Linked DNA regions of Anas platyrhynchos: region 2 is linked to region 1. A link is a contact called in public Hi-C data. All regions are on one chromosome and are shown on one strand. The core of a region is the stretch at or near the end of the contact, and the rest is flanking DNA. Distances in the headings are between cores, read along the strand shown. Region 1 holds the start of CLUL1 (clusterin like 1). Region 2 holds the start of THOC1 (THO complex subunit 1).

Evidence for each region. A called contact is a pair of places that touch in the nucleus more often than the background predicts.
Region 2: a contact with region 1 is called in a Hi-C map of subcutaneous adipose tissue, with 4 times the contacts expected there. The contact joins the promoter of THOC1 here to the promoter of CLUL1 in region 1. A contact is called at or near these places in 6 of 8 Hi-C or Micro-C datasets (F1 follicle, F5 follicle, liver and 2 more).

What each region holds. Positions count from the first base shown.
Region 1 is chr2:53,927,817-53,933,948 of IASCAAS_PekinDuck_T2T, forward strand. It overlaps CLUL1 (clusterin like 1), which reads right to left and starts at 3,767. Exons shown (of 9, transcript XM_072034772.1): 1 at 3,587-3,767; 2 at 2,560-2,669; 3 at 1,068-1,216. The coding sequence starts at 2,662.
Region 2 is chr2:54,088,475-54,093,986 of IASCAAS_PekinDuck_T2T, forward strand. THOC1 (THO complex subunit 1) reads left to right here and starts at 1,533. Exons shown (of 22, transcript XM_027451976.3): 1 at 1,533-1,672; 2 at 2,244-2,317; 3 at 2,421-2,481; 4 at 3,025-3,091; 5 at 3,958-4,076; 6 at 4,773-4,821; 7 at 5,317-5,412. The coding sequence starts at 1,625.

The DNA of each region.
Region 1 (6,132 bases), core at 2,517-5,016:
TTCATTTGGTGAAGGAGGTGATTTCTAGAAATGAACCATAAAATCAATAAAGAAATGAATTCAACACATTGCTGGATGTTACAAACTCAAGTTCTCTCTCCTAAATAATGTTTGAGTCCACATAGAGCATTTCATGGCTCCTTTTACTGCAGAACATCTGTGTTTTTACATGGTGGTCACCACCAGCTTTGACTATGCCTAGGCTGCTTCTTGTCACTAAACAAGTGCAGAATAAAATTCAAGAACACAAATCTCAAGGAGGATGCTGTCAGATGACTTGTTTTAACTTACAACCAGGATGGGCTGAGACAACGTAATGTGCTAACTTGTGGTAACTCAGCTGCATTTTGTCTACTGCTCGTTCCTTTATTTTCATTTTAGAAATGATTTAGACACAGTCACAAGGGAAAAGTTAACACTATGGCACTCAGTTAGGAAGCTGTGTTTCTGAGGAAAGATGGAAACTCTTCACCTCTAGGTTTTGAAAGAACCACAGAATCTGGAAAAGACAACAGTGAGACAGGCGTTGGTCTCATTCAATGCTTTACTCCAGTGCAGTTTGAGACCTTCAGTCAACTGAAGCCTCAACATGCCAGGTTCCTGCAAACACACAACCTCTTTCTTAAGAAATTGGCAAATGTGAACTAATGCTTTAACTTTTTTAGAAGCATCAGTCCAGGCTAGAAAAGAATGTCCATTGGCCTAGCTCCTGGTTCAAGGATCCATACACTGAGAACCTCTATAGACCTACTGTGAGAGTTTTCTTCTGCTGGTGAGAAAAAGCAGAAGCAGAGATTTCCCATCGCCCCTGGCTTTGCTATGGGACTGCACAAAAAGATGTATGCTCCTCAGAACGCATATACAATATGGTTTGCATTCTTCACAGAAAAAGGGAGACTCCAAGGGATCCTTTTTGGGTTGGTTTTTGGCCTTAGCATAATAGCATGCAATACCACTTCCAGGAGGTAGGCTAAGTTCATGTACAACCTGCCTCATCTTTGATTAAAAATAGCCATAACTTAAAAAAAAAAAAAAAAAAAAAAAAAAAAAAAAGGTGCACTTTTTACCTGTTTTTCTTCACTGCTCTTCTTCAAGGTTTTCATCAGATCTATATGCTTATCTTCATTTTTTTCCATCATAATTTTCATCTGCTTAATACCAATCAGAGCTTTCTTTACCTCGTCATCTACATATTTCTCTCCAACTTCAGATAACACTAAAATAAATACATAAATAAAATTATACAGTGGCTTAATCCAATTTTAGCACTAGCACAAATTGTCACACACAGATGACAAAGGAAAGCAAATCAGCTTTATGTTTCCCTACAGTTGCAGTGCCAAACCTTGGGACAGTGAGTGCTGAATAACATGCAGCCAAGGCAATTTCTGTCAATTAAGGTTCGGGCTCAGAGTCTTTGCCAGTGATCAGCTATATCACTTTGCCAGTGATCAGCTATATCACTAGATCAACAAACCCCAGAATAGTTGAGGTTGGAAGGCACCTCTGGAGGTCACTGAGTCCAACCCACCTGCTGAAAGCAGGGTCAACTGGAGCAGGATGCTCGGGACCTCATCCTGGGTTTTGGATGTCTCCAAGGGTTGCTCACTATTTTCTTAATGACAAAACCTATATGTTTATTTTTGACCTGAAATCAGTCTGTGAGAGTTTAATATTTTGAAGACGTAGATTACAGGAGCCTGCAACCTGCTTTCCAAAAAATATAATCTCTAGAGGTCCTGTGAGGTAACACCCATAGAGTTTTGGTGAAAGGCCAGACTGGTCTCCATGTTGCACCTTGAATCTCTTCACGAGTGCAAATTCTTTATCTGTATTTGCTCCCTGTGTAGAAATATCCTGAATATTACTGGAGCTATACAAAACAAGTAAAGGGCACATTACCATGAGACTGCCAAAAGCATATGTCATTCATTTATTCCATTATATTTCTCTTCCCCTCCTCTAACATTTTGTTTGTCACAGAAGTACTATTAAAATAGACAGAAGCAAAGGAATATTTCATGGCTGATCCTCTTGGGCTTCATACCTACACAGTAAAGCTATGCTTAGAGGTGAGTATACACAGAACATCTGTTGTAGGGTTGTGTTTTTTTTTTTCTCCTAAATTAAGTCATTTTATTTCAATTATTTTTAATAATCATCTTTTCCAGCTAAGCATATAATTCTGGAATAAACGTTTGCAAAGGTTATTTAAACAAACAAAAATCAGTGGGATTGAACAGTGCGTTCAGCTTAAACTCTAATGATCTATGAAGGACCAAATAACCTATAAAAATGTAAATAGTTTATTTTGTCACAGGAGGCTTCTCTGTTAATACCTTTAGTTTCTCACTCGATTGTTCTTATTTCCCCATTGTGTGTGTGTGGATGCTTTGTTTCAGCAAAATTCAGCTATATCACAGTTTCTAAGCTCCACACATGAAAACAGATCTCTTGACTGCAATGAGCATGGAAGTCAAAGAGCACCAGGGCAAGCCTGAATGGAGACCTGGGCCCAGAGACTTCCAGCACACCCCCCCATAAGAAATGCATACATACTCTTGAGGCTTTCCCGGAGATTTGTTTCCTCCTGCCTTGTCGGTGCACACTGGTGACCATTCAGACAGAGCACATATATTAGAAATACCCAAGAGGACTTCATGGTCTTTCTGTTAAAAAAGCAGGTTGATAAAGTTAGATGTAAGGATCTTTGTGATGGCCAAATGCCTAGGTAATTTTTACTAAGCATAATACAAGTCCCTTTATTTTTGTCTCTGACTCTCTAAGCATGGTTTCTCAGATCTGTAATATACTCCTACTGTTAGTAAAAACACATGAGTAAAAAGGTGACCTCATTCGTACTCTATTTATTCATACTAATAGATCAATTCCACTGAGTTTACACAGTGGTGTAATAGAACCAGGACACAAAAAATATAAAACTGGAAGATTATGAAGCTCAGTCTGTCTCTTTTCTCTTACACTAAAAGCTTTTTACTCTTTTTATTGTTAGTTCATGTTATACACGAATCCATGCTAAACATTATTGCTAGGTTTTGAAAAGGAAATTTCTAGAATATTGTTCCCCTCCTTATCTCCAAATTTGTGACCGCTTTCATTGTCCTTCAGGATAATACTTAAAATAGCAAAGGCAGTAATAGGTGTGCTAAGAAGCTGGCAATTAGATCATTTTTATAAGTAAACACGGCAGCAATTGAAATAAATTCCTACAAAAAAAAAAAAAAAAAAAAAAAAAAAAAGACTTTTGCTTTATTTCCCTCCCAAAAAAAGTTACATGAGAAAGGTTTATTTTTTAGAAACCATGCAACTACAATTTATAGTCCTCATCTCATAAGGTAAACATGGTGTTTACGTTCCTTCTTGTTAGGCAGTGCAGCCTTCTGGAAGATGCAATTATCAGCTGCAAGTGCATATGTAAATGAAGAGCTGGGATTTATCTATATCCTGGATTTACTTCTACAGTCACTTGCACATTTTACCTTTACATTTATAATGAAATACCGATTAACTTTGCAAAGAAATACAAACCCACTGCCAAAGGAAAGTTAAAAACCAGCATATTTACCATTAATACTGAAACGCGTCCTCTGAAAAATTGCTGCCCGCGTCAGGAAGGGCTGGGGCTGTGCTCTGATCTAATTGCTCAGAGTGACAGGGATTTTGCCATGTTCGACTTATCTGATGACAAGGTACTTAATCCTATTAATGGGACATATTGTCATTAGGCTGGGGGGAGGTTGCTTGTATGGGACTTCGTGCTCAGCCGTGTGGGCAAAACCACTAGGGGGAGTGTTGGATAGAATTACATAATTGAACGCGATACGGATCTGTTATTTTTCGGTAGTCCTCTCTTTACAGCTTGTCAGTCATCTTGCTTCTTACCTTAGGAGACATCTGCAGTTTATGTTCTTAGTGAAATTATTACAATTAGCTTGGCTAAAAATAGCTTCCAACATTTAATCTCTTCAGCTATAAAAAACATTGAATTGCGTCACTGCTTTCTTCATATACATTCTGAAGATACAAAAGTTGAAAGAATTAGGGAATCCAGGTGCAGCCTGGCATATGAGTAGAGTCTGAGATGAAATAAGCAAATCTTGGCATTTTGTACATCATTATTCTTGATGATGTTTGGGCTTTTTGCCCCCTTAATGATTTTCTTCAGTAAACCCATGTGTCTGAAGTACATCTGGGATCCGAGCAGCATGAAGTTTTAGATACTTTGAAATGAGATACTTAAATGCTAGCAGATGCTTGATATAAAATATGCACAAGTGTTGTTGGCAGGTAGTATCGCACCTGTGATGTTCACCAGCAGTACTCCGTTGAAGACAAAGAGGGGACAATGAAAGTAGGTGTATGTGGCTAGTGGTCCATAACATCAGTTTTTAATACATCCCTTTTGTTTGTTTGTTTACCTTGTAGTTCATAAGAGTCAACTGGTGATTGATGGTCAAGGCCCAGGAAGACTAGTGCTGCTTAGGCAAGGGACTTGTTTTTTTATTATTATTACTACTTAAAACATGTCAGGAAGAATGGAGAACCCGTTAGCTTTTAATGGGAAATGCAAGTCCTCGACTTGCATTACATATTCAGATAGCTCCACTCTTATTTTCTGAAAATGGTGGAGGGAAGGGGAATTCATTTTTTGTTTTAATATATATGAACTGCTGGTTCACTGAAATACTGCTGACTTCTTGACCAAGATTCATCATTGTACAAAATATTTCAAATTATCTTTTGTGACTATACCAAGCAAGCAGCCTTGAAGGACTTGCAGTCCCCTGCCAGGAGCAGCCTGACTCAATGCAGAGAAAACTGTACTTGATCTAGAGTAAAAATGGCAGCCCAACACATCACCCAAAGTTCACAGCAATTTGCAAGAAAGCAGCCAGCCTCAGACCCATGGGGAGGGAGACCAGCACCCCTGCCAAAGTGTGCAGATGCTGGAGGCTGCCTCAGGCACCGACTCCATGTCTTGTTTTCAGAATTGCTCTTCTTCTGACCGCCCATGTGGGTCCACAGTCAAACACATCCATGCACCTTGCAATGCTAGTCCTTAAGGGAAATAAGCTAAGGTTGAGACATGAAGCCTCATGCATGTCAGGAACTTTTTTCTCAATACAGTTGATTTTGAACATTGTGAAGTGTGTTGCATCACCCTAGGTGTTATTCTTCATGTCGTATTACACCCACTATGTAAGCAAACGGAAATAGGCATTATTATATAGATTTATTCATTAAAAAAAATAAAAAATAATAATTAAAAAAAAATCCCGATTCTTTGCTCCAATATTATTTTTTATATATTTGGTGGTTGAAATAGGAGGTGTAAGAAACCTAGGAAATTTCAACCTGAAGACAAAATTATCTATAGCTATTATACCTGTTAAAGTTAATCTTGGACTTATATTTAATCTTTCAAGTGCACTTGGGAACCCAACACTCTGTTCTTGAAAGGTAATTACTGGTAGTGCTCACTCTGGAAATCATTTCTCTCACATTTTCATTTTGAATTAAATTAAACAGAAATCTCCAAAATTATAACTTCAGGTTACATATCAAATATCCATTCTATTTTCTTTTAATGTTTCAAATCTGTCTTGTATGGACCCATTGTGGATATCTCCAATTTTTATATCAGCTGCCATATTCAACTGTTTCCTCTTAATGTGTTCTTCTAAATTTGAGTAATTCAATCACCAATAGTGTGCCATGTCACCACATTATGGTACTGACATGACTATTTTTTCACAAGCTAATACAAGCAGATGATTCAGAGCTTACTGCTGTGGCTGCAAATTAAGATATAGTCTTTTAACAGCTTCTCATGCTGGACACAATCTGAAGAAGCCTTTGTGAGCAAAAGTCTCTTTCTCCCCAGACCAACTGTTATTCACATACTGCTGTAAATTTACTGAAAGTAATAAGTATATATTGGGGAAAAAAAAAAAAAAAAAAAAAAAAAAAAAAAAAGGAAATACTTGAAAAGGGATTTGCAGAAAAACAGGTCTTTTGCAAGAATCTGATAAATTTAAACTGAAATAATTCCAATGATTCAGATCAACATTAAACTTGAACCTAACTGAACTTTAGCAATGGGAGTTGTAG
Region 2 (5,512 bases), core at 283-2,782, 160 kb after region 1:
CCTTGGCTGAAGGAATATTTATATTCTACAAAGACACCATTTACTTTGTCAGTATCTCCTTAGGACACTTGCAAATGGCTTTCTACTGTTCTTGTAAAAGTATAAATGCTTTTTTTTACCCTATTCAGAGAGCTCTTTGTTTCTCTTTCATACAGCTCTGGAGGTGGGGGACAACATCAGAATAATCTCAACATAATACAGTGCCTTATTCATCTGAAAATGTGTTTTAATTTATCAAAATAAGAGATGAGAAATATCAGAAAGACGTTGCAGAAAGCCAAGCAAACTTTCTTGCAAGCCTGAATGGGTAATATTCAGTATGTCTCACAGCGTATGCAGGTGACGCATTCCAAATGATTAATCATGCCTATATTCAATGTTATGAAGCCCTTTCCCCCCACGGTTTTGAAATGAATTGAAACGACCCTGAATTTTTTTTTTTAAGGAAGTGTCACACATTGATTTCATTTATAGACGAAGGGCCAAACCTACAGCTGGCACTGCCACCAGAACCAGGCGTCCATCCGCACCTCTGTTTTCTGGGTAAACGCTTCCCTCTGCCGGCAGAAAAGCGAACGAGCCACACAATAAAACAGGCTTCTAGATGATCTCTGAGGTTTTTAATATTTGCTTTTAGAATAGTGAATGCAATTAATAAAATGCAAATAATTACTTGCATTTTCCAGAAGCAGGAAAAAAAAAAAAAAAAAAAAAAAAAAAAGGTATCCTAGTTTTTCCTGCCTACATAAAAGGAATCGGGCAGCACCTGTACTTTTCAACCAGGTACTGAACTGTGTGCCTGGGAGACCTGGGAAAGTGCCCTGGGGCTCTGCTTTCTTTGAGGTGTCTGAATTATTATAATTATAGATCTAGAGAATGGCTTGGGGTGGAAGGGACCTCAAAGATCACCCAGTGCCAGCTCCCTGCCATGGGCAGGGGCGCCAACCACTAAATCAGGTTGCTCTGGTCCCCATCCAGCCTGGCCTTGGACACCTCCAGGGATGGGGCACCCACAGCTTCTCTGGGCAGCCTGTGCCAGCGCCTCACCACCCTCGAAGTTCAAAACAATATCAAAGTTCAGTAACTGCGACACTTTCGTTCCCAGACACTCACATTTTCTGAGAGACATTTAGAAGATGTGTAAGCCAGTGTGTTCTAACATGTTACTTCAGTAATGTGCTACATCAGGAATAGCGCTTAAATTCCACGTCCAGGTCAAGACCTCCTGAGCTATATGCTGTATGAACAGTACATTGCTGTATACGCTGTATGAACAGTATATTGATTTTCTGGGCATAAAAATAAATAAATAAATAAATGTTGTGTTGTTGCTGAAATAATGATGGACAAATTTTTAAAATAGGGAGCTGTATTTGACACTGGCAGGCAGAAGAGGCGAAGGTCTTCGGAGCTGCTAGACGCAGGTCTTTCCCTTCCACCTGCACAACCCAAAGAAACAGAAATTAAAACACGGGGTAGGTAAAAAGCAGCTTTTTTTTTTTTTCCACAATGAGGGCGTTGGGGGGGGGGGGGAGCAGCGCCTCACTAACGGCCCGCCCTCAGCGCCAACGGCCGCCCGGCCGCCATCGCGTCATCGCGGAGCGCCGCGGGCCGGAGCCCAACCATGTCGCCGCCGCTCTTCAGCCTGCCCGAGGCGCGGCTCCGCTTCACCGTGAGCAGCCCGGGGGGCACCGGGGAGACGGGGACGGGGCCGGGGGGACGCGCGGCTGCCGCCATCTCGCGCTGGGCCGTGCTGAGGGGGGCCGCGCCTGGCTGCGGGGAGGGCCCGGCTGGGTGCTGAGGTGCCCGTAAGGCGCCGCGAAAAGCGGGGAGTGGGGCTCGCACCCCCATCCCAAACCGCCCCAAATCCCCCTGCTGAGAGGGGGAGGCTGTGGGGGGCTTGGGAGTGTGGTAGGCGCAGCAGCGGGCACAGCGCAGCGCGCCCCTTTGTGCTTCGCTTCCACCATGCAGCCCTCGGGTGTGAGGCGTGATCTGCTACCTCACATGCCTAATTTGCTACATATTTCGTGTTATTTACCCGATTTGTTTCCAAAGACTCCTTGGTAAGTCGCTACGTGGTGTGTGTTTACATGTAAATCAGTACGCGGGGTGCAGTACACGCGGTTCCCTCGCATTTCTGACCATCAGGTGGCAGAAAACAAAAGTGATCTGGCAGAAACAACCTTGGTACCATTCCAGCTTCATACTGCCCTTGTAACTTTTGTCTGTTCACACTTTGATAGTCTTCTACCAGAGAGGCCCTGCATAACAAAACTATCAAACCGCTGCTGAACGCATTTAACCAGATTCCTGGGAGGTAAGTGGCTGCCACTGGCTTTAAAAGGTGCCCGTTTCCAGATCTTTTTTGTGTGTTCCTAATAATAACGTTATTAACTGATGTGGGGTGTTTGCGTTTGCAGTGAAAATGAAAAGAAGTGTACCTTGGATCAAGCTTTTAGAGTTATTGTAGAAGAAGAAATAGTAAGTACTTCAAACTGCTAAGGCATGTTTTTTAGTATAAATCCAACTTTAATCCACTAGTTAGGATATTAGTTTAACAGCAGCTTATTGCAGTATTGGGAAATACTGGTTATTTAAAAAAAAACAGTCTGAAAATTTGAGTTCATAAATACAGATTATTCTGCATTATACTTCAAGAGTAGGGTGGAGTGGGTCATCTGTTACTAGCATGTAACAAAGTTGCCTGACGGTAAACAAAAGGAAACAGAGGATGTTTTTGTTAGTATTACTTGAGTGTAGGTGGAATGGAGGGTAGTTATATTCAGAGGTGAATGACACAGTCTGCAGAGTAAATATTGTAGGGTCTTCAAAAGCTGTAACTGGTCAAGAAGTGTTGTTCATTCATTAAATCTGTATACAGTTAACTGATGGGTCTGATGTAACAGGTTGAAATTTCAATGTCAATATCTGTTATAAATACCCCTGCTTGGAAACAAGAATTTTGGTTTCATTAAATATATTAAAGTCAGAATAAAGAAGTTTAAAACTGTTCTTTTTGCTTAGATAAATAAAGCTCCATGTGAAAATCTCCTGGCAATTATTTCTCTTGCTATTAATGGAGTCACAGAAGGTGAGCATCTTTTTTCAAATCTATTGGCAGTTTGGGGGGCTTTAGGGTTGTTTCAGATTTTAATACCTTGATTTTTGTAAGTTGTATTCAGCAGTTGGCTTTGATAATATGCGGTTTTTAGGGTAGTGATTAACTCTGTTTCATGAGAGGAGTGAAATAGAATTAAACTCAGTTACCTGTGTGACCTTTGTGTTGGAATCTTTTTTTGAGTTCTACTGAATGTCTCTGCTCATCTCCCACATACTGACCTGTCAGGACACAGGTGTTTTTTAGATACTTGAATCTGTTTTGATAACTTTCATCTTCTGTGTCAGAAATCATTGTGCTAATCTCTTTTGAAGAGTCTTTCACATACTTCCATTTATTTACTTGTTCACGTTACCTATCAAATACTTGTTTTATTAAGTATAGCTCAATTACGTATGTGTCTTAACAACTGTAGAATAACATGATCTATGATTACAATGAATGTAGACATTAGCAAGGTACAGAGCAGAGTGTGGATATACATGCTTGAGGAAAAGACTCTCAGACTTCTTATGTGTATGCAGTAGAACTATGGATTTAGAAGTCTGAAGGAGTTTAATTGTGAGATGCAAGGCTAGCTGTTTGAGTCTTCTGAGATTTTTAAAACAGTTCTTGTTTAGTGTTTTCTGCACATTAATACAAAGCTCTCATCTGCATGTGTACATGCATACAAAAATATCTTCAGTGGGAGTTCATACTTCAGCCAAAGCTTTTTGTTAGGCTATGTAGAAACCCAGGAGAACTTTTTTGCTTCTTTGGGAACATGTCCATCAAATGCCATGCATCTTACTGCATTCCAGTTCAAATTTGCTGAACAAAACACTCGCTGTTCCTCATAGGTATCTGCACTGCATCAACCCCTTTTGTGCTTCTGGGAGATGTTCTGGATTGCTTGCCTTTGGATCAGTGTGACAAAATTTTCACATTTGTGGAGAAGAATGTTGCTACATGGAAATCAGTAAGTATTTTTCCAAAATGTATGTTATGCCAAAGCTTTTGTCTACCCAAACCATTTTTATAAACAGATTTTAATTGTCTGTGCATCTGTCTGTGTTAGAGTTGTAGCATTAAGCATGTTTTGTTTTCCTTGTCTTCTTTTCTTTCCTAGACTTCTTCCCATAGACATTAAGGCTGTTCTATTGGAGATAATGTAGTCTTCCCCAGTATATTCACAAACTGCTTCTTATCATTCATTTAAGCATCTCTCATTTTCTTACTGCCAAACTACTATTACTGTGAATGCTCTAAATCTTTTGTGTGTTGCTCTTTATGTATGTATAGAAATAATTCACGGAAGGATAAGGGAAATGAGTGTAAAAAATAGTGTGGTCCAGGAAAAACAGAGGATCCCACTCATACAGTTCATTGTTATGTGTGGGGATTTTTAGTGGTTTATTTGTTTGTTTTTTTTTTCCTTTTCATTTGAGGGGGGGAAACTGGATTTAAGTGTTGTGGTTTATGCTTTCTTGAAATAAATTTGTGGGGTTGTTTTTTTTATGTTGGCCTTTTGTGAAAACAGTTTCTTATTTAAGGGAAAACTGAAATTTAGAGTTAAGAGTAGGAAAGACTTATACTTGCTTGTGATTTAATTAAAATTGTTGAAAAACACTTTTGCTATCTCTTAATGATCTCAATACTTTTTACTCTGTTTCAGAATACGTTTTATTCTGCAGGGAAAAATTACTTGCTACGAATGTGCAATGGTGAGTTCTAGTTTTTCACAGGTTGTGGTGGGGAATTAAGGAAGAGCAGATTAAAGTGAGTTTAATAATTTGATCAGATGCATTCAATAAGTAATAAAAGCAGGTCACGTATCTTAGTGCATGTTCATGAGTCTTGCAGATTAATGTAAAAGTTATTCTGACCGTAGGGAAATCTCTTCAGCAGTGGAGGTACTTACAGAAGAACATCTGAAAAGTATTTATCTCTCAGCAATGACAAGGCCCCAGTCAGAGGCAGTATTTGATTTGGATTTGTTTGAACTAATCTTTTCTTGCCACTGTAGGAATTCAGAGAATAAATAGAATACATTTGGGAAAACTGTGGCTGATCTGAGGAAGTTACTGGCATTTAAATTTACAAACCTTAGCATCTTTTCATGAGTTACATGGGATGTGATTAGCAAGTCTTAAAGTCTAGCATGTAAGAAATTGAAAGAGGGACAAATACTGATATTCTGTACTTTTTGCAATATTTAGATCTCCTAAGAAGACTATCAAAGTCACAAAACACAGTCTTCTGTGGAAGAATTCAGCTGTTCTTGGCTAGGTTATTTCCGCTTTCTGAAAAATCAGGTAAGGTTTTTCCATTTCATCACACCTAACACATGGCAAAGACTAAATAGGTTTCATCTTTTAAGCTTGTGAAGGTTGCAGATGAAATCCGGTTGGAGAA